Linked DNA regions of Zea mays: region 2 is linked to region 1. Evidence: chromatin contacts called from public Hi-C data. All regions are on one chromosome and are shown on one strand. Each heading gives the region's core, a stretch centred on a gene start, on an enhancer-like site or on the middle of the called end of the contact. The rest is flanking DNA. Distances are from core to core; before and after follow the strand shown. Region 1 holds the start of LOC103632535 (pyrophosphate--fructose 6-phosphate 1-phosphotransferase subunit alpha). Region 2 holds the start of LOC100191467.

Evidence for each region. A called contact is a pair of places that touch in the nucleus more often than the background predicts.
Region 2: a contact with region 1 is called in a Hi-C map of ear, with 2.2 times the contacts expected there. The contact joins the promoter of LOC100191467 here to the promoter of LOC103632535 in region 1. A contact is called at or near these places in 5 of 25 Hi-C or Micro-C datasets (bundle sheath, ear, endosperm and 2 more).

Annotation. Positions count from the first base shown.
Region 1 is chr7:86,640,695-86,644,201 of Zm-B73-REFERENCE-NAM-5.0, reverse strand. It overlaps LOC103632535 (pyrophosphate--fructose 6-phosphate 1-phosphotransferase subunit alpha), which reads right to left and starts at 1,283. Exons shown (of 19, transcript XM_008654305.3): 1 at 911-1,283; 2 at 1-79. The coding sequence starts at 1,006.
Region 2 is chr7:86,981,569-86,984,813 of Zm-B73-REFERENCE-NAM-5.0, reverse strand. LOC100191467 reads left to right here and starts at 1,862. Exons shown (of 3, transcript NM_001136900.1): 1 at 1,862-2,122. The coding sequence starts at 1,979.

The sequences.
Region 1 (3,507 bases), core at 34-2,533:
GCGGGAATGCCTGTGCGACGATGTCTGCGCATTTCGAATCAATGGTTGTCGTTGGGTCCCCAAACTCCACCCTCGTTCCCTGGTCATATCCCATCACAAGTTTCGGAAACGTTAGACGATGCTAAAACCATCAGCGTCAAATATCCTGTTGTGACGCCATGTGGTTGGAACACATTTTTCAAAACTTTGAATCCTGTTGAATGGAAAAAAAAGAAGGGTTTGTGACTTGTGAGAGGAAGAAGCTTCTGTCTATATTATGAATCAACAAGTCTCTGCTTCCTCTAGAACTCTAGAAGCACTGGGTCCGCCACCCCTGTGCAAGCTATTACTAGAGAAGGAAGACGAGTATAGGAGTGGAGCCTACATTTTTTTATAATGGAAACAAAAAATGTTCCAGCCTTTTATAGTTTGACATTACAGTTAAAAAATTAATAAAACATCCATTATTAAAAAAAAGTAACATTCTTAAAAAGAACTTGTTCTCGAATCAAGCGTCCTTTAATCTGGCATTAGAACTCCAACCATGTTTTGCAAGGATCTCCATTACCACCATCTCTAAGGATTGATATACCACAAGAATCTTTTGGTGAGCTTCTTGTTTTTGCAATACACCCGTTGTCTTCATTTCCTGTTCAGCGAGCTGACGAAATTTCCAGGTCTCGTGCGTCCAAAATCGAGCGGTTTCTTTCTCTCTTTTTTCGCTTTTCATATATATGGCGGTGAAAAAGGAGCATGTGTTTTTGTTACATCGACAACATCATAAGAATGGAACAACTCTTGGAAACATCCACGACACGACACAAATCGAGAAACCAAAGGTGCAGGATGCATGCATGCATGCTTGGACGGCAGATGCAGCAGGTGAAGGAGAAACTAAGAAGATGCTGGCAGGCAAAAAACGCAAATAAACCTGAAGAAGACATGGAGGCAGCTCCGGTTGGTACAGCGCCCTCCTCCGCTGCAGGCCGGTGAGTTCCCTCGGCGAGCCCAGGTCGTCGGTGTTCATCCTCTTGCCTTGCCTTTCCTTTCCTTTCCCTCAGCACAGTTCAGTTCCTGGGTTTTTGCAGGGCAGCTGTACGTTGTGCTCTTCCTAGCTACCTCGCTCCCTTTTTGTAAGGGAGGAAAGAAGTGGCTGTTTATTGTTGTTGTTGTTGGCCCCTGATGCTACCAACAGCGATTTGACCCCATTTCCCTTGTTAACCTCTTTTCTATGTGCTGGAATTCAAAGTTGTGATTGTGATTATTTTCTCATAGGTCAGCCGTAGTGACCTTCAAGGTCACAACCTGCAGCCTCCTTTTGCATATATAGAGCAGCAAGTAAAATTCAACTACAACACATGCTATAGGTGATAGATGGAACCAAGCAAAAGTGTTGTCCTCCCATCCAAAATAACTAATTGAAATGCTCCTGAGCTATCATCCGTTCGTTGGTGTGTCTGTCAGCGTCCAGTGATGAATTTATACTTGACGTCGTTGTCAGTTGTCACCCGGACGACGAAAGCAACCGTAATTTGCTTTTGTTTATTTATCTTCTGTTGTGGTGGAATAATGTTTCATTCGATTTGCCGGCCGGTACAGGAAGAGAGATAGAGATGCATGCAGTTTGGCAAGAGCCAACATTTCAGAATCTTTGTTTACCGGCACTAGGTTTCTGCTCCCATGGATTTACTAGCCAGTTTGCTAGACACCTGTAGTTTCCCATGGATTTGGACGTTCTTTCAAAATTTTCTAGGTCTTCGTAGAAAGTTAGCATCACGCTTGATTTTGTACTCACCTTCTCATGTAACTTTAGTCAAAATGACCGTGAAAAACATAGATTTTTTTAGAACGGAAACATAAATTCCGGCTTTAGCATTGAAATGCGTACAGTCAATACAAGTCAATTATTACATATGAGGTTGCTTAATAAAGAAACTAACTCAAAGAAGCAAAACGACAAGACTGTGTATAACACTAGTCATCCACAATTCTAGCATTTGAGCGCTATTCATGATTTACAAAGATTTTCATCGCCACCACTTCCAAAGTTTGACAAACGTCGAGGATTTGTTGTTGTGATTCCTCCTCTGTAGAAGTCTCTAGAATCTGAACCAGTGAGTACCTCTGAAAATGACCTGCACAATTAATGATATTGGTTTATGATTAAAAGCCACCTTATTTTGGCTGAGCCAAATAGACCAAAATAAAGCTGATACTCCATAAAGTAATATTTTTTTGTGTCCTGGACCCCTATTGCTTCCCCAAGACCTGATACTATGATTAATGCTAACTGGCATGTCTATTTTTAAGGCAAAATAAATAATTCTCCATATGCTTTTGGCCATATAGCAGTAAAAAAGAGATGTTTAATACTCTCATTACGGTTGCAAAAGCTACAAGTCAAGCAACCTTTCCAACACCTTTTGACTAAATTATCTTTAGAGGATCGCTCCCCGACATAAATTCCACAAAAAAACCTTTATTTTCAAGGGAGGCTTAACTTTCCAGAGGTTCTTATTCCGACCGTTGTTGGGTTTATTCATCAAACAATGGTATACAGATTGGGCAGAAAAGTATCATTCTTATGACCATCCCAAACAATGGTATACAGATCGAGCGATGATCTCATCCACCCCCTTAGAAGACCGACGTCCTCGTCGGTCAACATCAATTCAGTAACCTCCCCTCTTAGCCATGTATGTGTGTCTAGTGTCGTCATATGTCATGTCATGTGACCACTCTGGGCCCACATGAGCCATGCGTCATATACCCGAACCCTAACCCACACACGCTCGTGAAACCGAGAGGGTCGGCTCTGATACCACTTGTAACACCTCGTTCAATCCCTGAACCGCAGTACTTACTCCTCGCAGCTCTCTAGAATTATATATTGTCCCCACAGACCAACACAGGTCTTTTGTGCACACTTTGTCCTCACTCATGCGCACCCGAGAAAACTTCCGAGTCGGTCACCCATCCCAAATTGCTCCAAACCAAGCACGCTTAACTTGGAGGTTCTTTCGAGATAGGCTTCCGAAAAAGAAGATGCACCTTATTGGTATGGATACTCTATTAATTTTATTAAGCCTTGGGCCATGATATCACCATCTCAGGGGACCATGATATCACACACGTTGCACTACCCCTGACGCTTCTCCTATCCGATTTTCTGGGAGCACAACTGATAGTCACCTAGAGGGGGGGGGGTGAATAGGGCGAAACTGAAATTTACAAATATAAACACAACTACAAGCCGGGTTAGCGTTAGAAATTGAAAACGAGTCCGCGAGAGAGGGTGCAAAACAAATCGCAAACAAATGAAGAGTGAGACACGCGGTTTTGTTTTACCGAGGTTCGGTTCTCGCAAATCTACTCCCCGTTGAGGAGGCCACAAAGGCCGGGTCTCTTTCAACCCTTCCCTCTCTCAAACGGTCCCTCGGACCGAGTGAGCTTGTCTTCTCAAATCAAAGCCGGGAACAAAACTTTCCCGCAAGGGCCACCACACAATTGGTGCCTCTTGCCTTGATT
Region 2 (3,245 bases), core at 613-3,112, 340 kb before region 1:
ATTAATTTTGTAATTAGACTATATTTAATACTTCTAACTAGTATTCAACCGTACGATATGACAGGACTAAAGTTTAAGAATCGTTCGGGAAGCCTTAGATTTTAGCATTGGGTAACATGTCCATATCCCACGTTATCTAAGTTCAACTAGATACTTAGATTCTATGAAAGAATTGTACTAAAAATGAGTACCGTTTGGCTCCTTCAGTAAATATTGTATAAAATATTATGAGTATACGTTGAAACCAAACACGTCCTTAGTCTTTCTCACGGTTTTGTCTATATATCTTCTCTATGTTTATTGGTTATAGACTTCTTTAAAATTTGCTCATCTATATCTTATTCTCTCTAATAGTGTCCTCTATATCTAGGTATCAAAGACTTGTATTAAGAACATATTTTACTCTAGATTTTTGTGCTTATGTATTTATTGTACCCTTAAATATCTTATATTTTTTTAATCTGTTGTTTAAAGTGTAAAAATAGATAGGAAGGAGGAGATAGATTATATTAGAGTTGGACACAACCTTCCTTCTAGCTCTTGGCATAAAATACTCCTAGTAATAAATAAAGAGAGGAACAAAAGATGAAGGAAAACAAAAGCCCTCAACTGAACATTTTGGGCGTTGTGCCGCTGCTGACTGACTGACTGACTGACCGACCGCTGGCCAGTCAGTCTCTCACTGGCCGTTGCGGTATGATGAGCGGCTGCGATCGGCAAGCATGTCGGCCAACCAATGGCTCAGATCAGATGTGACGCTCCGTGTCCGTACGGTAGTATGAGCAGGTTTTAAAATTGCTGTTCCCGTGCCCAAATAGGGGAAAAGGCCACAGCACAAGGGTGGGACCACGGTGAAATAGCAGCTCACTTGCTTCTTGCTTGCCGGTAGCATTCTGCAAGCAAAGGTCTCTATTTCCATGCGGACCCTTGGAATGCTCAAAATTAATGGAGGGCTGATTTTGAAAGATAAAATTATATTCTGGTAAGTTTGGACCATTGCAATTGAAAATCATTATAATAGTAATCATAGTTTGGACACCGATCAAATAAATATTAATATTTTTATATACAAACTTAGTCAACCTCAAAACTTGCTTTCGTGCTAGAATTATTTTAGGACGGAAGGCATAGCTAACATGTGTTTTAAGAGATTATCTATATTCTTTTTAATTATTAGAAATGGAGACTTTGTAAAAGAAAAACACACCCATTAATATCCTTTTCTATTGGTTGTTCAAATACAATAAATATCTGTTCCTGATTTTCGTTAACCAAAGATAGATAACGACAATAGTTCTTTAGAGTACCTATAAGTGGTAGAAAAATCATTGGAAACCAAAAGTGTAGAAACTTTTTTATACAATTAATTATCTAAATAACTATTTAAAAGATAAGTTTTAGAGATCGAGACTTTTAGAGATGCTTGATCCATACCAACGTTTGTGAGTTAATCCTGGGTTAGGATTAATCCTATATTTTAAAATACATGGCCTACCCCATTAGACTCCGTTCGGTTGATAGGGAATAGAAGACCGGAACTGTTCCGGCCTGGATTGCTTCTCTAATTTGTATAAGTTTTGATCAACGGGAATAATTCTTGGTGTAATCCTGCAGAAACGAACAGGCCCTTACACTACTCCAATCCAGTCCAGTGATAAATCACCATTTGTCCATTTGTTTTCATGAGAGAGTGGGTCCGAAATCCAAATGACAAAATGACAAGGGCTACATTGCACTGCTCACCTCACCCCACTACATAGCAAAGAGAGAGAGAGAAATGCGTCGTCGCTTCGCGTGCGGCTTGCCCAGCTAGCTCCTTGTACAAAGCCAAGCCCACAAGGCAGCCAGAGCGCGGGGTAGCGATTACACCTTGACACCTAAGGCCAGAGATTGGAGAGAGAAAGAAGCAGCTGAGTGGAGCAAGAAAGAAGAGGTCATGGCGGTGTAGTCTATCAGCTGAGTGGGAAAGAGTGGAGCAATGGTGGGGGGCTGTGCCAGCGGCGACGGCGCCGCCGAAGGGACGCTCGCGAGGTGGCGGAGGGCGGCGGCCAAGCGGATCGGCCTCTCATGCGCCTCCTTCTTCTCCTACGCCGCCTCTCCCTCCCCGCCTCCTTCCAAGATCGTACGTGCCTCTCTCACTCTCTCCAGTCTCCCCTCTTGCTTCCGAGGATTTATGTGCTTTGGGGGCAGCTGTTCGTGGCGAAAAAAGTTCCAAGAAGCAGCTCGTTTTTACTGCATTGTTCGGTCTTATCAGACCTGCTGTCTTTCTTTCTCGGGTTCCCTCTGTTTTATCCTCACGAAAACAAGATTATGTGCAAGTTCCTGGTTGATTGCAGTGGCATTATAAAAAAGGCACCATTCTATTGGATTGAGTTAATTTTAATTTCCCACCCGCAAAATCAATGCATCTGTCCATGTCCTGTTCTGGCTCGCTCGTTTCCCTCTGTCCCTTTCACCCCTTTTCTCAACTGCATTTTGTTTTTCCTTTCGTCCCTTTCTTAACCGCTTACATCGAAAGCACAAGTTCCTTCGCCTCCTTGCTTCTTTTACATTTCATCTCATCCAAATGCCCTACTTCCTGGTTAGTTTTGGTGTGTGCGTGTGTTTTACTGCAAACAAACTATAAATGCTAACTACTAGTGATTAGATTCGGATTTTAACAAGAACCACCCCCCTATGCGCATTTTGGTTTTTTTTTGGCTTGGACAATCCTTTTGCCTTTATTCTCCCGTAGGTGTTCCTTGCTAAAAATATTGGTAGCAGTTCGTCGACCTACCTGATTTCGGTCTGTATTTCTTCGTACTCTTCATCCATGAATGAGGGGCGTCAGTGCAATGATTTGGTGCTGATAATTCTCCCCTGGTACTGGGTACTACCTTCTTGAGCATAATTTTCAAATTTCGATGTACCATGTTTACGGTCATTTATTTTCCCTCAAAATATGACTTTTGATCCGGGCATCTATACATGGTTGAAAACTCTGCGCATGTTACATTTCGAATATATTGTATATACTCAGATTTCAACCTCAAAATATGACCTATGAATATATTTTCTCTAAGGCTATCTTGTTCTGCGTTGTCTTGGGTCCTATTGGGGCCCTTTCTCCCCCAATTTCAGGATTGCTAGTGGCTGCAAGTTGCTCTACATAGGGCACCTATTTTTATGGGGGGTAGTTTGTGTTCCCTTAAATTTGCCCCTTTTTTCCCCTTTAAAAATTGTTTATTTTTTATTTCCCTGGGAAC